Regions from separate parts of the Lactuca sativa genome. Here region 1 is linked to region 2. The links are chromatin contacts, called in public Hi-C maps. All regions are on one chromosome and are shown on one strand. Each heading gives the region's core, a stretch centred on a gene start, on an enhancer-like site or on the middle of the called end of the contact. The rest is flanking DNA. Distances are from core to core; before and after follow the strand shown.

What was found. A called contact is a pair of places that touch in the nucleus more often than the background predicts.
Region 1: a contact with region 2 is called in a Hi-C map of leaf, with 6 times the contacts expected there. The contact joins the promoter of LOC111919324 here to the promoter of LOC111886569 in region 2. A contact is called at or near these places in 2 of 4 Hi-C or Micro-C datasets (both in leaf).

What each region holds. Positions count from the first base shown.
Region 1 is chr4:197,817,026-197,823,955 of Lsat_Salinas_v11, reverse strand. It overlaps LOC111919324 (transcription factor bHLH47-like), which reads right to left and starts at 4,183. Exons shown (of 5, transcript XM_023914916.3): 1 at 4,142-4,183; 2 at 3,780-3,847; 3 at 2,992-3,119; 4 at 2,762-2,889; 5 at 1-172. The coding sequence starts at 3,805. The coding sequence ends at 38.
Region 2 is chr4:197,135,180-197,142,108 of Lsat_Salinas_v11, reverse strand. It overlaps LOC111886569 (transcription factor TCP14), which reads right to left and starts at 3,709. Exons shown (of 1, transcript XM_023882817.3): 1 at 2,005-3,709. The coding sequence starts at 3,477. The coding sequence ends at 2,254.

The sequences.
Region 1 (6,930 bases), core at 2,934-5,433, 680 kb before region 2:
CTACAAACAGGAATCACAAAAACAGGATTTATAATGGTTACAAATCTAGTTCTTGGGATTCTATAGGGGATTCATTAAGGTCCGGCATCTTTTGTACCACACTCTTTAATTCACCAATCTGGATATCTAGAGCACGAGTCTCATATTCAAGCTCATTTTTCTCGGTTGTCATCTGTACAACAAAGAATTACAAGGTATTGTAAATCAAGATATGGCATAATAAAATACGTCGTATTATGTGTGTCATGTGGGATTAAAACATTAATCATGTTTATTGAGACTGCACTGATGTCAATCGACAAATGTTACAAAGTTTATAAACGTAGAAAAACTAGAAACAAGGTGGGAATAGAATGATGTGGAACATAGTTTTTTCAATCAAGAATGCATACACAAAAAACATCTATGCTAAAAATTCTATAAAACCGTTATATTTTTTAAAAAACCTGAAGATCTTTTTTTAGTTTAACCACTGAGAATTTATTATTTTTTGTTTTTCTTGGTAATTAATTGCAAAGTACTATTGGGAGAATATTTTTTTTTGTTGGATTATTTTAAATAATTACTGTCTATTGGTATAAAATATGCAAGTTGGTAGTTCATAGTGAAATCTAGAAGCTAAAAGTTCGAACACTCATTTTTGTAGAAGTGTTGCGCAAAAGTAGTCGAAGTCTTTTAAAAGATTTAAATACTAAAAGCTTCTAAAATCTCTTAAATGTAATTGAAATAGCTTTTAGATTATAAAGTTTTTTGTTTAAAATAAAAATTTTAAACATGAACTTCCAATATAGCTATTTCTTAATTTAAGTTTTTGTAAAGAACTAAAAACTCTCAAAACATGTAGCCACACATACCCTATAAAGGTTTAATCATAAAAAAAGAATTCTTGAGGATACTAAGTTTATTTTCTAATACGATGGTTCTTAAAAAAAAAAAAAAAAAAAAGCATATTACATGATGGTCTTCTATGGTTTGAGGTACTTAGTGTACTTGGTTCGTAAATCTCTCTTTTAACTTTGATAATTCTTAAATTACATTTTAGTTGCATCTTTGGTGCTTGACATATATAAAAAGACTATATTACCATTTTTTATTTATTTTTAATTTATTTATTATTTATATTTTTATTATTTTACTTTTTATCATTATTTTTGATTTTATGATAAGAATAATGCTTAGACCCACCTACATCACCTTTCATTCTCCCTATCTCTCCTTCCCTCTCTTACATTCTCTCCCCATCTCATTCTTCTACATGTGACTATCACCCCCACATCTTCATTGACTTCTTCCTCACAGTGATATTTATAAAAGCCCAACATTCCACCATTGAAATGCAAAAAAGACAAACCGAGCCAGATACACCCCCTTTTTCCCATTTATCTCTTTCCATATCAATTAAGAACAACAACTTCAATTACCAAAGAAAAGATTAATCACAAATATTACTATCACAAGTTTGAGCATTTCCATTCATATCTTCAATCAATGGATTTTGGTGTTCCTCCTCCTCATCCCCATCGCATTCATCTCCATAGCCACCATCACAATTCATTTTTATGAGTTATGACCGTAACTTGGCTAATTATCCCCTTTGAATATTTGAGGGTCACTTCCAATGGCAAACTCGAACTCAGTGTCTCCAAACTATCCTTCTCGACAATAGCCATAAAATATTTTTGTTGATCCTTGTTCATCATATTTGTTCTTTGTGTGTTTGTGTGCGGTCTTGGTAATCTTTTTTGTTGACCCCTGTTTCACCATCTATGTTCTTGGAGGTTTTTTCACACAAATTCAACAATGGGGAAAACCCTTGTTCGTATTTAAACATGAAACTTCAAATCCATTGTACATCTAAATAGACCATCTTCAAAAAGAACAAAAATAAGTGATTTCCAGGATCTAACTTCTAATTCCATATTCGAATAACAGTTGTAGGGTGCTAAGTTCTTGATAATCTTTTTTGTTGACCCCTGTTCACCATCCATGTTCTTTAAGGTTTTTTCACCCAAATTCAACAATGAGGAAAACGCTTGTTCGTATTTAAACATGAAACTTCAAATCCATTGTATATCTAAACAACCCATCTTCAAAAAGAACATAAATAAAGGATTTGCAAGATCTAACTTCTAACCATTTTAGAGTTTAGGGTATAATTCAATATTCGAGTAACAGTTTTAGGGTACTAAGTTCTAACTATTTCATATTGCATCTTTTGGTCCGGTAAATAAGTATAATCAAACATGTTAGGGAGGTTGTAGGTGTGGAGTGAGACGACTCTTGGTGAAGAAGATGTTAGTAGCGGATTGGTTTTTTGTTGTAGGAGACGTTAAAAGGGTGATATATGATATTGGGTTGGGACCGCTCCGTTTAATATTATTAGAAATTTAAAATAAATAGTAAAAAAGTTTTTAAAAACAAAAATTAGAAAGGATAAGATAGACATTTTTTACGTCTGTCAATGACAAAAGACGCAACAAAAACATAGTTTAGAGACCAAACGTGCAAACTACTCCAAACCATAAGCACTATTTTTGTAATTTACTTTAAAAAGAAACTTAGTTTATGTTTTATGTAGTGGTTTTTATTCTGATCCGGTAAAATATATATCCCGTGGTTAATTGTTAAACCGATTTTATTTTTTCAACAAAAACAAAGTAAGCCATTTTTGGGAAAATAAAAAGTTTTTGATTTAAAAGGAAAAAAGAAAATTAAAATATAGGATTTTTTTTATCGAAATAACCCTATTTAAAAGTCTTACATATTGTGATTCGGATAATAAAGTTGCATTCTCTTCTTTGAGGCGGGTAATTTGATCAATCATGCACTTGAAAATCCGGTTGGTTTCATCCAGGATAAAGGCCTTCCCATTGTTTTCCTCTCTAATTTCTACAAGAATATTCAAATTCAACTGTTAGGGCCAAAAAAAATAAAAATAAAATAAAAAAAAAAAAAAAACATGAAACAAAAAATGAGTAAAAAATTGATTACCAAGTGCATTAGATAAACCGAGAAAAAGCTCATTCAAATGCTCACGCTTCATTTTCTCCCTTTTAGCTCTGCTAATAGTTATATTGGGAACTTTATTCGGATTAGTAATCTTCTTGCAAGGGAGCAAGCTGCATAAACATCATCTACTATTAGTCTTTTTTTTAATGCATTTGGTTATAAAATTTTCGGATTTTATGATGATGAGTGTCATACACAACATACATGTAATATTTCAAGATAATACTAATTACTTTAAGGGTAATAATATACATGATCAAGGCGACATATTTTGGTCATCTTATGGTTTAATCATTAATTTTATTTTGATTAATGAAAACCATTTTCTAAAAACAATTTTCATTGTGACCATCATGGCCCTTTATTTACGGTTTAGTAGATGTTATAGCTAACATTAATTCGTATTTATCTATATCACATTATATTTATTTATTTCCTAAAATGACATCTAACTTTTTGAAATAACTTTTCATTTATATATGAAAAGTCATTTCATGAAGTAAGCTATTATTCTATAAAATACATATGATCAATATAAACAAATTAGAATCCATGTCGGTATTAACATTAGACAAACCCAAAATAGAGGGTCATAGTAGTAGACATATCTTGAAAAAAAAATGCATTTTTAAGGATCAAAATAAAATATAATGGTTAAACTTCAAAAAAAAAAAACCAAAATATGATGTTTTTTTTTGTTTGTGTATATTGTCATTTTTTTTTAATGTAAGCTGCTCGTGAAATTACAATAAGATGTAAAAACCATCGACCTAGGTGACAATTTCTTTGCTCCCATCCTGATTTCGTTTGTGTTCCCTTATCGTGTTTACAATAATTCCTGAATAACAAAAACATAAAAAGAATGCAAAATTAAACACCAAATTGAGGAAGTATTTTTATGAACACATCGATTTAGAAATTTCAAATACATGTCTCAATAACTAACCACAGATATACTCTTCCTAGAAAGAAGGATTTTGGATAATCAATTACACACAACAGTTATAAACACCACAAACAGTTGAATAAGCAATCAAATAACTAACAAACATGGTTAACTAAATTTTCAAAAAAAAAAAAAAAAAAAAGAACAAAAATTACAAAAACAAGAACATGAAGAACATAATCTTACAAGAGAATATTTCTGCGGGGATTAAGGAGGAGAATGGCCGGCTCCTGAATGGACGAGTAGTAGATTACATTAATCCGTCCCTTAATTTACCTTTTAGGCCCTTCAAGTTTACATATTTCTATTTTATTTGCCATCTTTTAATCGCATGATTTTGGCATGAAATTTCAAATGTATTTGACAAATAAAATGTAGCCAAAACTTAAAAGTAATATTAACCTTATAGTGATAATAAAAACTAATTAGTTTATTTATATTGATGATAAAATGTAATAATTATAAAAATAATTAAAATATGAAGCTATTTTTAATGGTTAAAATATTATACTTTTGATGTTTTTATATAGAGAAATTTTCGAAAAAGTCTTAAAATTTTACCCTAATTTACGAAAAAGTCTCAAAACAAAATTTGTTTATGAAAAAGTATGAATTACCGATGAAAATGACTATTTGTCCCATTTTCTAGGTTTACCAGTTTCATTACTTATCTAGTTTAATTAATGTCCCGTTATTTTACCATAATTTAGAAATAAGTCTCAAATTAAAATTTAGTAATTATTTGGCCATTTTCTACATGTAACATATATTTTACCGGTTTCATTGTTGTCTTGAAAATGTTTAGTTATTAAATGAGCTAATAAGATGGATATGTTGGGTTATATAATGCTATGTTTACCATAAAACTTGATATCCTGATGCATTGTATATTTTTTGGAATATAAAATGAATTCAACGAAGACTGCAATAATTACATAAATTAACAGCAACTTCGTCATTTTTACGTTTATAAGAAATTTCAAATTGTTTATCTAAACTTATGTAATCCAATATATTCATCTCATCAGACATCAACTCATTTACTGTTATTATTTTCCTGAAAACACATTTTATTTGTTTTATTATTGACCTAGATGTATAGTCATAAATGAGTCAATGAGATGGATGTTAAATTTTATAGTAACTATAGTATTATGTAATCCATCATATCCATCTTATCAGCTAATTTAATGACTATGTGTCCAAGTCAGCAATATAACCGATAAAATGTATGTTATGTGGAGAAAATGACCAAATCATCACTAAATTTTAGTTTGAAACTTATTCGTAAATTAAGGTAAAATAATGAGACTTTAATGAAACAGGTAAGTGATGAAATCGGGAAAAAATGGTCAAGTCGTCATTTTTATCAATAATTCATGATTTTTCGTAAACAAATTTTAATTTGAGACTGTATTGTAAATTAGGGTAAAATTTTATAATTTCCTTTTTTGTATTAATGGTTATATATCTTCTAGACGGAATACTACTTTTTTTTTTTTTTGGCTACGAGAATTTCTTTTTATGGTCCTTATAAAAGTCTAAATTAATAAAAATATATATAACATTTTAGTTTTCATGAATTTATTTTTTCGTTTACAAAAAACTGTTCCAGTTAATGCGGAATTTATAATTTTTTTGTTACAGGTATCTTTAAAAAACATTCCCTATAAAAAAACCTAGTAGTGACAGATTTTGAATTTTTTTTATAAAAGTAAAAAAAATTATTTAAAGAGGCTCATTTTGCAATGTGATCATGTTTCACAATAGCAAAATTTAGAGTTCATTTTGATTAAAAGATGAGGGTTGGTCTTTTTGTTTTATGCTAAAGGCAAAGCGGTTATTTTTATGTTTTTATCTAATGAAAAATTATCAAAAGCATGTTTGCTTGTTCAGTTGTTTGTTTACCTAATCCGAATATGAGATATTACATGCAAAATGTCTAGAATTTGTGTTATTTTCATTGAAGAAATTTTGCATATACAAGTAAACTATGTACGAAATTCCTTTAACACGCCCTTTTTTTCTTTTATCAATTTAGCATGATTCATGTTATTTATGATTACTGGTTTTCCCATAACATTTGTGATTTTTTTTTTCTATTTAAGTATTAGTAGATATTTTCTACCGACATCTACTTAAACCATGAAAACTCTTAGATCTTGTCAAGCATGAATCAATACTAGTGGCTGATATCGCATATCCCATGTAGAGTCATATGGTGTAATGTAGTCCTATCACTGCAAAAGTAGAGGCCTCTAGTACAAGTACAAATATGTCGTTATCTTCTTCTAATAAATAAAGATATACAATTCCGTTATTTGAATATGCAAGAATGCCCTAATTTTAAACAAATATTTAGTATTCCATAATCTACCCGAATAGGAGATTCTTGTAATGAAAGCCTTATTGGGCTTGGGCTCATCATACTCGATAAACATGTTAAGAAGACTAGCTTTGCTAAATCTAAAGTATATTCATTACACAATAAAACTGATTTTTTTTTCCGAATTACCTCACTTTCGTTCTTATGTTAAAACTATTTTCATCATGAAATTCACACTCTAAAATGTGACAATGGTGAAGAATTAAACAATCACTAATTTCATAATGTATGTTATCCAATGGTATTAGTATCCACTTTTTTGGGTCCCCACATCCCAAGAAAATATAGGGAAATAATGCTTCATATCATTGATTATTAGATCAACTCATGCTTACACGGGTTCCTTATTTCTTAAGGCCTAGCGGAGTGGCTCGGTAAGGAGCTCGGCGAATCCAAGATGGCAACGATGCACACCGCGTCACGACCTCGTCGACGGCAACTTGACGAGGGAATCCGGCAATCGCTTACTGATGAAAGTGAAAAGATTAACACAATTATTGCTGAGTTAGTTCAATTTGTTTAACCATTTAAGCCATTTTTCTTTAAAAAAATGCATTCTTTTCAAAATATAGCCGATGTTTTTTTTTTC
Region 2 (6,929 bases), core at 2,460-4,959:
ACACTGATCTTGGGATATTTGTATTTTATACTTGGTTATGATATGAGTTTTTGTTGAAAACAATGAATTCTCTTTGATTAAACAATGAAACATTTTATCGTGATTTTGGGATGTTACAAGAGGACATTTGCCCACCATTTTAGGTCATCGCACAAATTGTCACTTTTTTATATATAAATTTAACGTGAATGTGTGCAATTTAATGTGTAATGGTCACTCGTTTTTAGTAAATTGTAATGGAAACAATAATGTAAATTACTTATGACCTTTAGTGATTTGAGAAATATAAAAACCATGAAGACCTAGTTTTCAAAAAACCAACTCTATAACACAATGTTATACTAGTGATAGGTATTAGGAAGTTCGATGTATATGAGAACATCTCTCAAATTTTGATACCATATAAAGAAGTTGCGGCGCAATTAAGTTTTTCAACAAAGGATTGATCGTGGGTAGATGGAGGGAGTTTTATTTAATAGTAATAAAATAAATAATAATAGTAGTTATAAGATATACGTAAAAGAGAAAAAAATTAACGAAGGAATATTTGTTTACAACATATATTTTAAAGAGATAATAGACATACAATTCTGTAAACCAGATAATCCACGTTAACTTTTGCATTCTTAATTCTTAAACATAAGCCACGTTAATTTTTGCATACTTAAACGCAAACTGCTGAATGATGTACATAAATGGACATAATTTACTAAGTCTAAAATGTTTTAGGAACAAGTTGAGAAATTTATAAATATATGCATAAAACATGGGTCATGATTCATGAAACACCATATTAGATTCTGCACAATTTTCTAAAATAAGAACTAATCACTCGCTGGACCCACACCTATGCATGGACCAGATCAAATGAAATCGAGAACTGGGTCCCAACTGCACGTGGGGTCACCAATTTCCATCATTCATTTTTCTTTTTAGTTTTTTAGTCTTGCTTGTGCTCACTGTTTCTTTCCTTTTTTAAATATTCAAATTTTATTTAATATTGTTTCAGTTAAACTAATGCTAGTTTGGATACCATTCCAAAAAATCTCAATAATATCTTATGCCCAATATAAGTTAAACCATATTTAAATTTCAACATATTTGTTTTCCAATAACTTATCTATTGAAGTTTTCCAAATCAATAGAAATAACAAAATTATATATATATATATATATATATATATATATATATATATATATATATATATATATATATATTAAAATGATATATTATTATAATAGTTGAGTGGCAGTGCCAGCAATGGGTTGAATTATAAAAAGAGGAAAGAATGATCAAAGCTTGTTCCCCTGCTGTGATAAAAGGTAACTTTGATTTTAGGAGGGTGTGGGCTCCACTTACCTGACCCCAATACCTGGACTGATAAGGTTTGGGTCCCACCATAATTATTCAAATATCTAAATTCCAATAATATTCACCCATACAAGATTACATTGACCATTGTCACAAAACCTCATTCTTTATTTTTAATTTCTTTCACTATCCGATAATCATTTCATTTAAAAATACGTATATTTTATTTTTTAAAATGAATCTAAATACTAAATATTAGTTATTTTGAATCTACTATTAATTTTCTAACAATAAAAACAATTCATACGAAATATACAATTTTAGTATGTAGAATAATACTAAAAAATTGAAAATTATTATATCAAATATGTATTGGGTGATATTGTCCATGTTTTTGTTATCAATAATTTATAAGGTATACACTATACACAACAAAAGTGAATGATGACGTCAGTGTAATTATTTTTACCCATGGTCAAAATGAGATAATTTTTGTCTTTCTAACTTCATAGGATTGACTTAAAGTTTTAACGGAATTTTATAAGGCATTGTTGCAGTTACCAAGTTCTCAGTTCTGTTTGTGTTTTACAGACATTTAAAAAAACAATAAAATTAAATTAAAACTAAAGTCAAAATAATAGCAATAGAAAATAGAATTATATAAAAAGAAAAAGGAATGAATTCATGGTAAATACTAAAACGAGACCTTTTTCTTTTTTTCTTCAATGATTAAAACCAACAATACACCCTGTTAAAATTTGTCTCTCCAAACACTTTGTAAATCCTCAAAAATAATCACACAAAATTAAATATAAAAAAAAAAAATCAGCAATAATTATGGGGAAAAAATTAAAATTTTCCAAAAATTTTGGAGGAAATCAAACCTTATGTGCGTTTTACACATCAAATTTAACAACACAATCATGGAGGCCGGAAATCCCTTATGAGTGGTGGCTAGTTGTATCATGTGGATCATCTCCGCCGCCGTGATGAGACTGAGATCCACTTGCTTGCTGTTCAGAGCCACCTGGACCGAATATTGGCCGGTAAGGATTTAATCCGGCGAGCATGCTCAATTGGCCTTCAGTAAAACCACCACCACCACCACCTCCTCCTCCTCCTCCTCCGCCGCCGCCGCCGCTGCCACCTGAGTTGCCGCCAAGCCCTGCCGCCAATTGCTGACTTGGCATAAGGGCGACGGGTGTTGGGAAGTTCATGAAATGTAAGCCGGTGGAAACAGTGCCTCTGTACAAAGCGGTGTTGTTCACTGCCGGAAAAGTCCAAATAGGGTCTCCACTCATGGCTTGGTGTTGATTAGAATTGGCGACCATCCAAAAATTAGCTGGAATTGATGCGTGATTTGCTACCATGGAAGATGAGCTTGATTGAAGCAGATAATTCCCCATCTGTTGTTGGTGTTGTGAAGGTAGCTCAGACTCCGCCGGAGCTCTACGTTTCCTTCCGATGCTATCTTCAGTTTCCGATAACTCAACTGAATTATCCCGAGTTTCCTGCTTCGTTTGTAATATCTGGTGAAGATTCGTTGCTGACCCAAAATTCAAAAGGTTGGATGAACTATTTTCCGATGAAGATAATCCAATTCCCGGGAAGAGATTCCGATTTTGTGGGATGGCGAAATTTGGGTTAAAGTAACCGGATCGAAGCTGTGAAGGAACCGACATGCTGCTCCCGGAGCTCCGGAGTGAGATATTGAGTGAAGTGAAGTTCGCCGGGATTGTACCAGTTCCGGTGGCGGCGATGACGGCGGGTTCAGCTTGTTGAAGGAGCCACTCGATGGTTTCACCATCTGTTTTATGGCCAAGCTCTCGTGTGAGCTGAAAAACCCTGGCGGCGCAAAGGGCTGGCATACGGATACGGCGGCCACGTCCATCAACCTTTGTGTGGCGGTCTTTGGTTGACGTTCTCTTGGGCGCCAATTTCTTAGAGGGGTCGCCGGAAGAGGTGGTGGCGATGGTGGTTATTTGGAGGTTTGAACTGTTGGATCGAAGTGGAGGGTTATTAGTGTCGGCGGAGATGGGTCGAGAAGGGTAACCGGTGGTGGCGGAGACCGTGGCGGAGGAAGAGCAAGCTTCGTCGTCTTTCTTTTCAAGTAATTGAAAAGGGAAGTTGGGGCGGTGGTTGAAATGGTCATCACCACCATCCATGATCACATGAGATAATCTCACAGAGTCTTTCTCTCTCTAGTTTCTCTCTCTAAACTTATATGGAGAATTGATGGAGTATGTTGATTGAATCCAAGGGGATGTGGGTCTGGATTTCTTTCTCTTTCAATACCATATAAACAGTCTCACTCTAAAAATGTTTAACTCAAAGTTTCATCCAATTGTCCGATATTTGGAGAGAGAAAGAGAGAAAGAGAGAGAGAGAGGAAACTTTAAGTAACAAAGACAATGAGTGGGAATTATATGGGTGAGCTCATAAAAGCAAAAAAATAAAATAAAATAAAATAACGAGGTTAAAATACATATTGAACTCATATTCTGTATAATAAATACTCGGTTGGTATAATTAGATTAAGCACGACATGGATGAAGAACGACATGAAAGGTGTTAAATAATAAATAGTGATTACAATATAAAATACATCGTTATGATTGAGAGTGGGGGAGTTAAAACACTAATGCAACATGAAATTAAGGAGATTTTAGATGTATTTTTTAATAGTCACTTAAAAATCACCGTGTAAGGAAAAAAACTATACTATTATTGGGAAATTGTCATGTAGTTGTGTCGTTTGGCTAGAACGATCCATCAAATTTGGTTGGTGTAAGTGTGTAATATTTTCAAAATAGATATAAAAGTTCTTGTCGTTTTTAGTAAAAAATAATGTTTTAAAAATAAATAAAAGAACATTAGATAAATCAGTTAAATGATTTAAAGATAACTAATTAAATAATAATGATAAATATAGTGATAGAAATAAAATAGAAGTTTAATATAGTCAAGTTAAGAATTTTTTTTTATAAGGATCAAAGTTTTAATTCTTGAAAGTTGAGATTTGATAAATAGAACTTGAATGTCATAAATTATATATAAATTATATGTAAATGGGTTAATTAGAGAATTATTAGAGTTATAGTTGTTGCTGGTCGGTAGCCATAATTAGGAAATATAAAGTTAATGGAGCAAAATTGACAACTAGGAGATTGATTAGTCATGGCTTAGTAATGGACCTCATTATAATCATACTTGGGATATAGGACTAAGTGTAAAATCAAGAAGTTCCAATAAAGAAGCTAGTGAAATGGTGTTAAATGTTTGCAACTAGAAGCATGAGGGATTAAATCTGTCAGCTAGTGAAACATAAGATATCAACTAGGTGGGTAGTCTCTCCATTTAAGGAGATCGACTTTGGTGGTGGTGGTGGTAGAACCTATTGATGTCGATCTGGAGTAATAGAGAAGATTTAGACTTAGGGGTTTGAAGAAACAAGTTAAGGATTCAACATCAAGAAACTCTTCTCTTTCTAACCTGAATCTTAAACTAGGCTTTCGTATACTACACCAAATATGAAATTATAAGTTAATAATGTTTTTCTTGTAGTATTTGGGTGTTGAACGAAGCATAAATGATGATTCGAACATCAAACATTACATGAACGAGCTTTATTTCAAGTTTGTCACTTACATATTAACAAACGCAACATAAACATAGTTGGAACATTTAATACATGTATTCAATCTTTTAATGTTTTGATTTAATTAAACAATCTAAAACCTCGACTAATAGTTGGTCATGACGTGAGGAAGGAAGCCTCACAACGTGACCATCGGGCTGAAACGCATGTCCATCTTCGCGGGTCATGTCGTGACACACTGGTAGCCACGACGTGAGGACAAGTTTACCATAATCCTGTGAGTTTTGCCCTATTTAAAGGAAGTGAGGGGCTAGGGTTTGCACACCCTCAACCTCCATCACCTTCCTCCTGCCCAAATCGAAGTTAGTCTCCTTTGTGACCTTAAAAAGCTCATTTGGTGATTTTTTGCTCCTTGAAGAAAAAGAATATTCCTTTTGTGCATCATTTGTGGCAAACAACACCCTTGCTCACCACCTTGCAATGCTTCTGGACCTTTGTAAGTACTAAAGTTCTTGCATTTCTCTATTAAACATGCTAGTTCTAAGTTTTATTCACTTCTCTTCATGGTTGGGTTGGATAGCATGCATGTGATCCATAATTATGACATCCCTATTTTCACAGCCAGAAAAGTCCAATTTGTTTATGCTCATTTAAAAATCAGAGTATCCTTTTTGAAAAAGAGTATTATGGAATTTGTTCCCAGAAAAAAGATAAAGATGTTATCAGAGCATTTCCAAATAAATGTATTTTTATTTAAAACATTGGAATGTCATCGTCAATACAGAAACATAAGCATAACGGAACACTACAAGCCTTGCAATAATTCAACTAGTGGCCTAATAGTCCTTGAATCTCTTAGCAGAATGTATCTTTCATGTAGCCACATGTGATACAATAAACTAAGTGGGCCAGGTTAGGAAACCAGGTGAGTACATACAGTTTTCAACCCACAATAATATAATTATTATGTTTAATCATCAAGCAATTAACCCAATATCTCATCCCCATTATCTTCTTTATTCTTAAAGATCTTCCCTAAGAATCATTTATTCTTTATTTATTCATTCCTAAGGATTGTCCTAATAAATAGGCACGAAGTCCATCATTTCCAGGGTTTATCCAACAGCCACAAAGTCCATAGTTGCCGATGTTATCTATTAGGCACAACTGCCAATGTTTATATGTAAGACACTAAGTCCATAACTACTAGTGTTCATTTGTAAGGCACTAAGTCCATAGCTGCCAGGGTTTTTATAGTACATCTGGTGAACACATCGTTCAGAAACACCTAAAGGTTGCAAGTCTGCCAGCGTTCCACTGGACTGTCTAGAATAGTTTGTGTTCGTCATCTATACTCCACTCGATGACTGGATCAACTTTAAAGTCAAGGGTTCTTATTAACTTTCACCTTTCATCATCTATATCATTTTTCATCTCTCATCATTCATCTACAAATAGATTTATAGGTATAAAAATAGATATACAGTTTAAATCACATAAAACATGTATAAATCGTTCATCTAGCATAGATATCAGGAACACAGATAATAACCATATATAGCATGTATTAATATTAAATACTTCATATCTATGTGTAAGATAAAAGTAACTATGCACTCACTTGTTAAAGTGACAACTCGTAATTCGGGCAGCTCTTCACTTCTAAAAATTGTCTTTTCCTTTGACGAAACCTAGTATCATTATCACTAAGTCTTAGTCTATTATTTATTGCGACTAATTGTTAGTTGATTCATCATTAACCCGAAGTTACTTTCATGATCTATTAAGGTTCAGCCAGGTAGGACAGTTGGGAGGCATGACCATTTCGGCGTATAGCCTTTCTGAAATCCAACAACCAAGACAGCGTGACCGTTGTAGACACCTCTCCCGGAAGTAGATCAATCAGTATAAAAAATTTGAATCATTGATAAATCTTGTTTATAGGTTCATAATAATGATACTGAACTTAAACAAAAGTTATACTTAAACTACAGTAACTATAAGTCAACTTACAGGGGG